Regions from separate parts of the Mus musculus genome. Here region 2 is linked to region 1. The links are chromatin contacts, called in public HiChIP or PLAC-seq maps. All regions are on one chromosome and are shown on one strand. Each heading gives the region's core, a stretch centred on a gene start, on an enhancer-like site or on the middle of the called end of the contact. The rest is flanking DNA. Distances are from core to core; before and after follow the strand shown.

Region 1 (6,131 bases), core at 1,878-4,377:
TCTGCCTAGCATCATGGTCACCAGAAGGCCAGCAAAGCTGATGCTAATTATGCATTGAGAGATATGTAAAGACTATAAAAGTAAGTTGTTGCACACTGCTTAGCAGCTAGCTTACCGATCTCTGTTGCGCCTACCGAGAAGCAAGGAATCAAGGAAAGATGTCAGATTGGTTTTGTGAGTTGGATTATCCTGACACAAAGCCAGGTGAACCCTGCCCGGTGGCATTAAATGAGAGCTGATAACATGCACAATGGCACCAGGCTTACTCGGTTTCCTTTGTCACCACACCCACACTTTGGACAGGTCTTTTCTCTGTCTAGCTTCCAGAGGGAGCCATTTAAATACAAAGCACTCAGGGTTCTCTTCATACCTAGACTACAAATGCCAGGGCTGAACTGATAGAGCCACTCCTGATTGGGCATTTGCTGTCTCTTCCAGTGGGTTTATCCTTTCCTTCAAGCCGCTCTGGGCTGGGCCAGTGTCCTGGTTTAGGTGCCTGAGCACTTCCTTCTTTTGTTGCCTGGAAGGATCCATGTCAGATGTTAAGCAGACCTGCTCTGCCTTTCTGCGAGTCTCAGTTCACCTTGCCTCCCTTTGTCCTTGCCATAGGCATTTCTGTGTGGCCTTTTTCCGTGTGTGTGTGTGTGTGTGTGTGTGTGTGTGTGTGTAAGACTTTCTTCTCCCAGCTACCCAGGAAATTATAAAATAACTGGGATTTTGTCTGTCTGGAAGAAGAGGAAGAGTAAAAAAAAAAAATAACTTTGTTAATGTTTAAGCTAAGAAGTGTTAGCTGTTACTGTAGAGCTTCATTTTAAACCTGTAAAAGTCGTCATAGCAAAGAACAAAGGGATTTCTGTTGTTACTCTTTGTTTTTTCCCAATCTTAGATTTTAAGTAACTGGAGGGAAGAAAGATACCAAGATGATACGAAAGCCCGCCAGATGATGCATGAGGCCCTACAGCTCCGCCTGAATCTGGTAAGGATGTGGCAGACCCATTTCTGTCACACCTCTCTCTGTGTGAAAGTAATACCAGCTTTCAACATCTGTGGACAGAATCTGCATGACAGAGGGAAGCCTTCCTCTTTCTCACTCTGTACCTACTTCCTTTTCTCTTAAACCTTCTGTTTCCTTAGCTGCCGTCCTTCCTGTCTGGGTTGAATTCTAGACAGTAGAGTTGTAAGCACCTATTTGTGTTTTCCACCAGGGAGTAGAGGCTCCATCTGGCAGATCTCTCCTCCTCCTCCTGTGCAGTGCTAAGGGGAGGTCCGACAAACCTTTAATAGGAGTGTTGGCTTTCACTGTGTTCTATTTTACAACCACAGAAATCTGTCAACTCTCAATTTTTCTCAGAGACATTCTGTTAAATTGATCAGAAAAAAAAAAGACAAATCTCACAAGAATATTTTACAGAAATCTGAAAGTTTCAGCATGTTTTGTATTCCCTTAAATTTCCTCTTGACAAATCCTGAACGTGCCCTGGGCAATTGCTTTTCTGGCTTTTGGCAATCTGACCTCCCTGGGCAGTTGTTCACCTCACCTTCAGCACTCTGACCTCCTCCCAGGAGCTGGCAGACCTGTGGCAATACCTTCTCCTCCTCATTCCTTCCACGTTAAAGGGCATCTCCAGGGATATTATAGTGGCAGGCTCAGATGCAATAATAATCGAATATCACACAATTGCAGGTGATGAGACAGAGTTTTGATGCTATTCAGGTTTAACTGCAGTTATGTCTAAAACTAAGTACCATGAGAGACTGATGAGAAGAGAAAGGTAATTTTGTGACTGCCCACATTCAAGTGTTACACTTTCTGTTAAGTTTTGAATGCCTAGCCTCTGTGGAAAGAACCATAAACAGTGATAACCACATAGCTAGAAGAGACAGTTGTAGGATAATCCATAGTGTGGCTAGCAAGAACCAGTTCTTAACATCACTTCTGGTTTAACAAATCAACATTTGGGCACATATGGTAATAGGGGTAGCAATACAAAATCTTTATCATATTTTGTATGCTAGGTAGGAGGAATGTTTGACACGGTACAGCGGAGCACGCAGGGGACCACCGACTGGGCCCTCCTACTCCTCCAGATAATTACTTCGGGAACTGTTGACATGCACACTAACAAGTATGTTGGGTTTTTGTTTTGTTTTATTTTGTTTTTTATCATTTTATACCTTTTTTTTTCCCCTGCATGCATGCATGGTACAAGCTTTTGTCTACTGACAGGAAATTCTGCCACTTACTGATTTAGCTGTCATTAAAAACTTAGCACTTTCAGTAGAAATGCTTAGGCAATTCTGTGTGTCCGGGTTTTGTTTGTGAGAATAAAATGGGGTTTTCTTTCTTCTCAGTGAATTATTCACAACGGTTCTTGACATGCTGGGTGTTTTAATCAATGGAACCCTGGCTTCTGACCTATCAAGTGCTTCCCCCGGGGGATCAGAAGAGAACAAACGTGCATACATGAACTTAGTAAAGAAACTGAAAGTAAGCTTGTGATCAGCCTCTACTCTGAAATCATGTTGTTTATGGATTATTGTCTTAATTTCCTCCTCATTAATCTACATGTGTAGCTGATTCAGCAGATTGTGGTTATTTGTTATCTTACCTACTCTGTCAGTCCTTCAAAATTACAAGCATGATATTTGAACGATTTTTTTCTCTGAAAAGGTGTGCTCAAATAAAATGTGTTTTAATTTTTAAGGATTTTAAAAATGCATTATCAGATATCTAACCAAAACTCCAGTGTCAGATTTCCTTTGAACCCATGCTTGGATTTACACATGCAAGTGGGAAAAAAAAAAATGAGCTCTGCATTGAATTTGTAAATCCACTAACAGTCCTGGACATGAACGGCAAATAGACATTGCAAATACATAATCTGAAGACGTTACAGTAAAAAAGCTGATGGTTACCTTGCACTGTGACCCTGGATACGGGAAAGTGTCCGTGCGGCAGCTCCTGCTGTGTGACAGCAAATGACACTGGCGTTTTGTCATTTCAGCACTCTGATTTGTCATGGAGAACAAGACTGCCTTTGTGTGCACCCTGATTTTCTACTTGAATAGAAGAAATGAAACATTTCACCAGTCCAATTTGCAGCTGTTCCATAGACTGCGCTAAGGACTAAAGACATACTAGCCCTAAAAAAAAGGAAATGTGTCACTGGGGAACTTCCTTCTTGTTAGCTTTTGCTTCATTGTAAAGTCAGAATTTTTGCCTCACTTCTCTCTTGCTTTTACATTTTTCCCCCCTCTTTCTTCTAGAAAGAACTAGGAGACAAGAGGTCAGAAAGCATTGACAAAGTTCGACAGTTGCTGCCTTTGCCAAAGCAGACCTGCGATGTCATCACGTGTGAACCCATGGGTTCTTTGATCGATACAAAGGGAAACAAAATTGCTGGATTTGACTCTATTGATAAAAAACAGGCAAGAGTAAATGTTTTTTCCCACATATATAAATATATCTAGTTATAGAAGCCAAGTGACTTTTCTTAATTTTCAGTGGTATAATTTTTGTCATCAAAGCACAATAGCTATTGGCATTGCAAAAAGAAAAAGAAAAAAGCCATTATCTTCAAAGATCTCCCAATTAAAATGCTTATCTGGACTTCAGGGCATTTCTAGAATCTACCAAAAACTTAAGTAACAGCTTAGCATAAGAAATAAAAGTAAAATAAAATTATTATTTTACATCAGGATAGGAAACAAGCTATGTTTATATAAGAAAATGTGTGCTGATAAGAATTTTCATTTGCTGAGTAAGCAGTATTTAGTAAAACTTGTGTTACAACACTACGTAGTCTCTAAGAAGCAGTATTAGATGGGCATTTGCTTTCTATACAACGCTTTGGAAGGTTCTTTAAAATAACAGAAAGGCCAGCCTGAGTAGCCATTGGCACTGCAGCAATGGAGATGGTGGAGGGAATCCCTGCCCTTAGGGGGAAGTAGATGCACTTTTACATGCAACGGGACGTGCAGGTCAGGTCATGATGGCACCAACGGGGAACGGTTTAAGTCACACAGGCAGAGGTAGTCAGAACAGGGGTCCTACAATAGTGGACACACAGACCATCCTGACGGACTAAGTATACAGAAAAGTATAGGACAGGTGGGGAAAGTTTAAGGAAAGGCAAGAAAGGTGACTGTTAAGAGGAAAAACCATGCCACCAGAATTCAGAGTTAACTCAAATGCCATAGCAGTGTGGCCATGGGAGGGGAAAACCAGAAGTCACAATAAGGGTGACTTGGGCTTCTTTCAGAAGGCATCCAGGAGCCATTTAGATGTGAGTTCTACTCAGGAGAACGATTTCATCACATGGCAGACAGCAGTGGGTGGTGACATTACTGGTAGTGTCAGAAGAAGTCACACTTAAAGAGGAAGACAGACAAAAACAGATATGCTCACATGGGGGGCGGGGTACCTTGGCCGTTTTGAGGAGAAATGTCTTTAAATAGGTATACTTGCAAAATTACTAAGAAATGTTACCCATTAGTATTACAAATAAAAGCATGCTATTTTTCAGAAACAAAATTGAATTCCTTACCTGGATTCAGTAAAGATACCTTGGAATTGAAAGACTTAATTTGTGTTGTACCTGTTTCTGTAATTAATTTTCTCCCAAAAAATTTTATTCAGAGAAAGCCACATACATGTACATGAAATATATACTAAATTGAGTTCATACATCAGAGGCAGACTATATATTGACTTTTAAATCTTGTATAATACTAAAAATAATGGATTCCTGAGATGGTTCTAACAGCAACTTTACAGGATACTTGAGAGATTATATTTTCTACAACATACTTGAATGAGAATGTCATTTTATACTAAAATATTTTAGCTCACTTTTAGATGCCTTAAGGAGTGTCAGGTGGTACAGAGCACTGGAGAACTGAACTTGCAAAGTCCTGAACCCCAGTTCACACTGCTTAGATGAACATTCCTGTCTACTGAGTTCCCTTAGCTCGTTCCAACCTTCCAACCGCACGCTTTCAAGCTTGCCCTGTGGGTTGGGGACAGGCCAGGTTGTGTTGTCACAGAACATTCTTTTCCCACAGGGTCTCCAGGTCTCTACGAAGCAGAAAGTGTCCCCATGGGACCTGTTTGAGGGTCAGAAGAACCCAGCCCCGCTGTCCTGGGCCTGGTTCGGCACTGTCCGTGTGGACCGGAAGGTGATCAAGTATGAGGAGCAGCAGCACTTCCTTCTGTACCACACGCACACCATGCCCAAGCCCCGAAGCTACTACCTCGAGCCGCTGCCCCTACCTCCTGAGGAGGAAGAGGAAGAACTCACGTCTCCAGTTTCTCAGGAACCAGAAAGGAAATCAGCTGAGCTGTCAGATCAAGGAAAAGCTACAGCTGATGAAGAGAAGAAGACAAAGGGAAGGAAGCGTAAGACAAAATCGAGCTCACGCATCGATGTGAGTGGGGGGTGTAAGGAAAAGACGGGGTCATGGGCACCTAGTGTGGGATTTACCTACGGCCGAACTCTACACCTAGAAACATTACAAAGAATGCTAGCAGCTTTCTTACGTAGAGTTTCCTAACAAGTGTCTGTACTAACGAATGAATTCTCATAGGTGACAGGTAGAAAGCTTTTCATTTCCCACTGACCACTTTTTTGGGGGGTGGGGGTAGGGGTTTTTGGAGGAGATGTGGGATTTGTTTCTACATAACCCCAGTTGCCCTGGAACTGCTTTGTAAACCAGCCTGGCCCCAACTCAGAGATCTGCCAGCTTCTGCCACACCTGGTTCACTCTATGCTTTTAACTTCAAACTTCAGTAATGAGTAATATTATTGAGTTAATAAGCTTCATAATTTCCCCGGGTTTGAAACTTTTAAAGAAGAATATGATTCTACTTTCTTAAGCACCTTTATTAATAAGTATGCCTAAATATTTTATTTTGAACAATTGGTGTTTGCAGTGAATTAACATTTTAGAGTTCCTTCTACTTTTCTCTGAATGAATTTCTATCTGATTTACCCAAAAGGAGTGATCCTAAGATTTCGTTCTTTGCCATTGTATCAAATACCCCCCCTGTTATTCTTTAACCTATTTTCAGATTTTATAAAGAGATAAAATAAACCTAGTGTAAAATCATCTCTCACTCTTCCTCTCACTTT
Region 2 (6,412 bases), core at 3,898-6,397, 840 kb after region 1:
GCTTGAAGTACCCCACAGTTTTCCCATGTTCTGTTCATTCCTTTCTATATTTGGGCTGATCTTTATCTTGTAACTCAAACCCCCACCTTATCTCCAAGCATCTATACTTTGTTTTTCACATGACCCATGCTATAGGTGAAACTTTGCACTGGGACATTTATTGCTTTACTGAGGGATTTTTTTTTTAGCATATTTCATTTTACCTTTTATTCAGCAACCCTGTCTTCTTTCCTGAAGAAAACAAAATCCAGCGACAGGCCCAAATAGGATCCAGCTCAAGAGGAGATCTCAAGGCCTGACACTATTACTGAGGGTATGGAGCACTTCCAAAAAGGGATGTATCATGACTATCCTCCAAAAGATCCAGCAAGCAGTGGAAAGAGTTAGATGCAAACATGTGCACCCAACCAATGGACAGAAGCAGCTGGCTTCTGTTGTTGAATAAGGGAAGGCTGAAAGAAGCCGAGGGAATGGGAGAAGAGCATTCCTGTAGGAAGACCAGCAGTCTCAATTAATCTGGACCCCCCAAGATCTGTCAAACACTGGATCACCAAACAGACAGCAGACACCAGCTGATATGAGGCCCCCAACACACAAACAGTAGAGGACTTCTAGGTCTGTGTTCATTCAGAGATGATGCACCTAACCCTCAAGAGACAGGGGGCCCCAAGGAGTTTAGAGGTCAGGTGGGGTGGAGGTTGGAGGCATCCACAGGGAGACAGGGGTTGAGGAGGAGGTGTGGGATGTAGAGCATTCAAAGGATGGATCGGTGGTGGGAGGGATGGGGAGTGGAATATGGAGTGTATTCTAAATTTTATAAAAATTTAAAAAAATTAAATACATAACACTAGTTATGAAAAGCAAATTGAATATTTTCAATGACTATGAGTTAAGTGGCACAACATTTTGTTCAAACTATGTTTCTTAATAAAAATAATCTTTTTTAAAAAATGTGTTTTTCTATCTTGTATTGATTTCCTTATGTTACTCAACCCTTTGCTTTCATTTTCCTAGAACATATCCAAGACTTCTTTGAGTTTTTAAATATAATTGTAATCACTCTTCTGATGTTTTTGGGACAGAGCCTCAATTTGCAGACATAGATTTAAATAGTGTACTAAATTTTAGTGAGTACCTGTATGTTATTTTATTTTATATTTATATGTGCTGCATGTTGATTTTGTTTCTGCATCACCAGGATTTGAGCATAGAGTGCTTGGTATTCTCCCTCTCCCTCTCCCCCTCCCCCTAACCCTCCCCTCCCCCTCCCCCTCCTTCCCTCTCTCCCTGCCTTCCCACCCCATCCCTCTCCCTTCCCACCCAAGTTTGTATTATTTCTGGCTGCTCTGGCTGCTGCAAAGATAAGTAACAGTGGCTGATGGGTTCTCCTTCGGAATGTTGCCTGTTTCATTCTGTTTGTCAGCATTCTGTACTGATCAGTCTTTCTTAACTTTGTGTTGAATGTTCTAAACTGTGTGAGTTTGCTGTCTGTCTCCTGTAATGCTACTTACTCCCATTGTCATTCTGAAGAGCAAAATTGTATCTGGTTTATATTAATAGCAGTAAAACGGACGTAACAAACGTGCCCATCCCCTTCAAATAAAAAGCTTTGGTTCAAAGTAGTCCAGCAGGAAGCAGACAGGGCAGTGCAAGTAGGCGACTCTGCTCCAAGGGAACATGCGAGGACATAGGTTTCTTCCATTTCCATTCAATTTATAGACCACACCAAGTGACTTTTATTCATATTTTCAAGTACAGGTACCACTGATTCTAGGTCATAATTTGAACCATGAGAGACAAAGAATACTATGTATTTCCTCTCTTAAAATCAATAAAGCAAACATTAACTCCTGTTCATTTCCATTAACTAAAATTAAGTCTGATGATTAATTCTGGTTTCTGGAGTATGTAGCAAATTTAGCTTCTACTTTGTAGGTCACATAGAGCATAATGGTATACTTCTAAAAAAAGAAAAGAAAAGAAGTTTTCTTCTGGTCCACTAAGCAAAAAAAAAAAAAAAAAAGTATTTGAATACAACTACTTACAACCAAGTACTTACAAATCTTGGCTGTGGATATTTCAGGTCAACAAACTGTTCCATAGTAGGTGAGGAGATATTCTACTCATTGCAAATACTGAGCAGCATTCTCTGCCTTAAGCTCCTGGATGTCAGAAGCACCTCTCATCCAAGGCAAGACAACCAGAACATGGATCCAATCATTTCAAAAGGTGGAGGGATTGTGGTGGCAAACTTGTCCTAAGTGAGAAACAAGACTGTAGCTACCCAATGTTATCTTGGAGATTCTACTCTATGAACAGGGTTGATTTTATATCCTGTTCTTTAATCCTCACACATTAGCAGCTATAAAACATATCATTATCTGTGAGAGGAAAAGAAATATCTTCTTATGCATTACCAACTATCCAATATCTAGTCTTGCTTAGTTGAGACTTTCTATCTTTTCTGTTTAAAAGAAAAATATTGACTGAGCCAATAGCCAAATCTTTATTTTTCCTACACTTTGACCTTAAGGTTCTCTCACAGAAACTCCCAAAGGCTAATTATTTTTGTCTATGCATATCTCCTCTGCTATTCATTATTACTTATTAGAAGAAGAAAATGATGTGTCTTTCTGGAAATATCACACTCTAGCAGTTTATATTTCAGTTCAGATTTGTCACACCAACCCCATACAATCTGTGTGATAAGTTCCACAAACTGAGGTGAAAACTTCACACTTCATCTTAGCCAAAAGGCCTAGAAGTGATGAGGTGAAAACTTCAAAAGGAGGCCTCCTGGAACCTGTTGTGGAACTCTTGTCCAGAGTAAAATATTGAGCCGTCATTGTCATAGCAATTTATCTGTTTGTTTTCTCTTATTCCTTTTCTATTTACATGTTCCTGGTATCCTAGGCCAAGATCTTAAGTGAGAATAATGGATAAAGAAACAATGTCCCTTGAGATGGGGTGACTAAAATGACCAGTTTCAAGGGATCTGATACCCCTGGAGGTTGTTTCTGGGGAAACCAACAATTTACTTTATAAATCATTTACAAAACTATATAGTAGTATTATGATAAAAACCTTCCCAACAATAAAATTTCACATGGCTACAGTGTGTGTCATCAAAGATGGGATTTGGTATATGGTAAAGAAAGCCTTAAATAAAAAGAATTAAAATAGTTTAAATGTACTCATTGAAGATTTATAAAAAAAAAAATCAGACATTCAATGTTAAACAATAATTGACCATAAAGATTTATTAACCTGCTCTTGGAAATATGCCACTAGCTTTGGACTATGGCCCCACTGAATACATTCTTTCAGAGTTGTAACGCTTGGTTGATTTCTATTAATAATGGTGTTACCTGTTCTGTTTGTGATTCACTGAATACATCTTTTCAGAGTTGTAATGTTTGCTTGATTTTTGTGCTTTACTGTGCCAAATGATAATGATGGTATTCGTGATTGCTTCACTGAACAATCTTCTAATGGTTGTAACATTTTTTTCAATGTATGAAAACCACTGTTTAAGAGCTGTAAAATACACTCCGATTCAAACTGCTTCTGTGTTTCTTTTTGTTTGAAACTGCCAAATCCTTACCCACCAGACTTCAAAGACCCTCATTGTAGGGACTCCCATATCTGACTGGGGTGGTCTGTGGCACAGAACAGTTATTTGCAAGTAATATTGACTTCAGTAAAGTATCTTAGACAAAATAGGAAATTTCATCATCAAGCCACAGAATTGTCTTCCATTGTATATAAATTGTTAAGATATAAAATAAAATGCTTATGTTATAGCAGAGAAATTTCTGTACCTGTGAAATGTTAATTACAGATAGAGACTTGTATTTCCATATTATTTTACTAAAAAAATATAATAGTATACTAGTATTAATTTTATTTATTCTGTTAGATAAATTGAGGAGGCTAACAAAGAACTTGTAACAACCACATTTTATCAAGAATCTAGTCTCTTTTGCATATATCAATTTGTGAATTCTCCCTTTGAACTTTATATCTTAGAGAACTAGGTTTTAAAATATAACATACTTAGTTATTCCATTCCATTTCCCTCTCCTTCAATAAATCTTGAGGGTTCAATAGTCTAATTTTGAGATATCCTATAATCTCATTTCTTCAGCTGAAATAGATAAAAAAATATTTAGTACCCTAAAAGAATGTTTTGTCTTTCAAATGATGTTCTTGCGGTAAAATGCTAAATAAGGAAGGCAAAAATAGCAGTACATGCCTTTAAATGATTGGCAGAGAACACAATGTCAGTTTAAAGTATAGAGCACTGAAGGCCTGGAGAGATGGTCCAGTGGCTTAGAACACTTAATGCTCTGAAAAAGGACTTAAGTTTGATTATTAGAACCCATATGATGTCTCACAGCCACCTGTAATTCCAGTTTCAAGGGATCTGATACCCCTGGAGGTTGTGAACCAACATATGGCAACACAGATTCATATAAAAATAAAATAAATTGCAAAATATAGAGTACTAAAGAAGCATTCTTGGGGGAGGGGTTTAACCCCCTACATGTTTGGAAGAGTATTCAAATATAGTGATCTAAATGGCTACCCAGAAATTTGAGATTATATATCTGACTGAGTGAATCCATTTCAGAAAAAATAAGTTCAAAAACTATACCAAGGTCAAATTTGCCACACTCTCTGGTGGGGTCTGCTTGACAGGCTGAAAGTCTGCAAGCACTCAACAAGGAAAAGAGTTTCAAGGAAGCTCACCTCCAGGAGTTTTGGCATTCTCGTTTAACCATATACTCATACTCTATTGCCGCATTAGCCTGGTGTATGGATCTATGAGCTCTCTTTTAATATTTTATTATAAATGCCTTTTAAGATTAAATTCTGTTATAGTGTTCCAAGGTCCCAGTAGCCTGCAAGCTTGAAATCTGAGCTTGAAATCCGGCAGGACTATAGAAAGGAAGTTACCTATTCAGTTACTAATTAAGCATTACAAAGACAGTAGCTCAGAGCTGGTCTACAAAATACTTACCAAGGACAGTAGCAATTCTCACCCAAACTAGGGAACAATAGAGCTAGGGAATCCCACTGAGACAGAGATCTTCTCTACAGCTAGGTATAGAGCTTCACATTAGAAGCAAGTTGGTATATTCTTCTTTAGACCCAGGAAATAGGGTGTTGGGGGTATTGCAGTATTCTTGATAAGGTCTGCTAGTGCAGAACCCCTGATGGTGGGTTTAACAATAGACTAGTTTACACCTGGCCCCCTTCTTTTGCAGCAGCAGCCTGATCCCCACCTTCTTTTAATGTATTCATTCCTTTTGTATTGTGTCACTGTAACTTGGTGGATTGTATTTTGCCTGGTTTCTTGTTATTTCTTTAGTATAAAAAGTTTGATGCTCGACCCGAAGGAATACATCCAGATTCTACACAATCTCTCCTGTTGGTCTGTCTGTCATTTCTTCCGACACTTTGCCCACCTGCCCCAGAGACCTGTTCCAAGCAGACAAAGGGATCCAGAGGGTCTGCGGCACAAAATTTTGGTTTTTGCATATGTAGGTAAGGAAATATTCAAATAGTTTAGATGCAGAGTGTTTGAAAGAGTCAGTTGGAAAATACATGAAGGTTCCACAGCTCATGATGGATGCTCAAAAAACATGTACCTATCTCCTGTGAAGGCACAGTATCCATGGAACATCAGAGACCAAAGGCTAGACAAGTAAGTGAATCCCATTTATCTATGGATAGTAGTATGAAGCAGCATTTTATATACATATATACATATACATACACATACACATACATATATATATATACATACAGAAGAATGTGGTCCTCAAAGCATGGAAAACTGATATCAGTATCCAGTCAACCTTTTCTAGTAACTGAATATGACTACATACATCCCCATGGTAAATACAGATATCTAAATATCCAAATAAGCCATTCCTGACATATTTCAGCAAGTGGTTTTTAAGAGTATAAGATGAAAGTCTGAGTTTAGAATGTTGGGCACCATGAGAACTCAGGCAAACTCTGAATGTCAATCTCCAGTGAAGATATTCAATGCATTCTCTAAGAAAGAGATGGGCTGGAAAGTGATGCAAAGATGAGCACAACCCTGTGATGGTTTGCCCTTTGTGGGAGAAGGTTACAAAGTCATGCTGCCATAGTAACCACCTTTCAATCATGAAAGAAATGTATGTTGGTCCAAATGGATTTTGATAGAGCGAAGGTATTATCTTTATCTGTTGTGTCTATCACATGGCTGGTGGAGTTTCATACTTAGAAGCGTGGGGCCTTTATCTGCTGACTCCACTCTTTCTTTTGGAGAAGTATTGAAGCTTCTAATTCAGTTGAGGTTAAGTGTCAAAGATTACTCTCAGGGCCTCACTGATATGACTCTTGAGAATTTGGTGGG

The links. HiChIP or PLAC-seq counts read pairs in DNA pulled down with a chosen protein or histone mark.
Region 2: an H3K27ac HiChIP or PLAC-seq map of embryonic stem cells shows a contact between it and region 1, with 6 times the contacts expected there. The contact joins the enhancer-like site here to the promoter of P2ry12 in region 1. A contact is called at or near these places in 11 of 39 promoter capture datasets (the 3T3-L1 cell line, the C10 cell line, cranial neural crest and 4 more), 4 of 115 datasets of contacts at active chromatin or transcription factors (bone marrow-derived macrophages, embryonic stem cells, large pre-B cells and 1 more) and 1 of 9 other capture datasets (macrophages).

The regions. Positions count from the first base shown.
Region 1 is chr3:59,259,858-59,265,988 of GRCm38.p6, forward strand. P2ry12 (purinergic receptor P2Y, G-protein coupled 12) reads right to left here and starts at 3,128. Exons shown (of 5, transcript NM_001357008.1): 1 at 2,917-3,128. Med12l (mediator complex subunit 12-like) reads left to right here. Exons shown (of 44, transcript NM_177855.3): 32 at 887-976; 33 at 2,017-2,126; 34 at 2,353-2,488; 35 at 3,268-3,429; 36 at 5,065-5,427.
Region 2 is chr3:60,101,609-60,108,020 of GRCm38.p6, forward strand. No RefSeq gene overlaps it. Among named protein-coding and RNA genes, the nearest start is that of Gm24382, 23 kb to the right of the region's middle. Within about 2 kb of position 5,148, at least 5 of the 459 cell types and tissues checked have an H3K27ac peak or open chromatin away from gene starts, as enhancers often do. A contact at or near this core is called in embryonic stem cells, where this site is marked.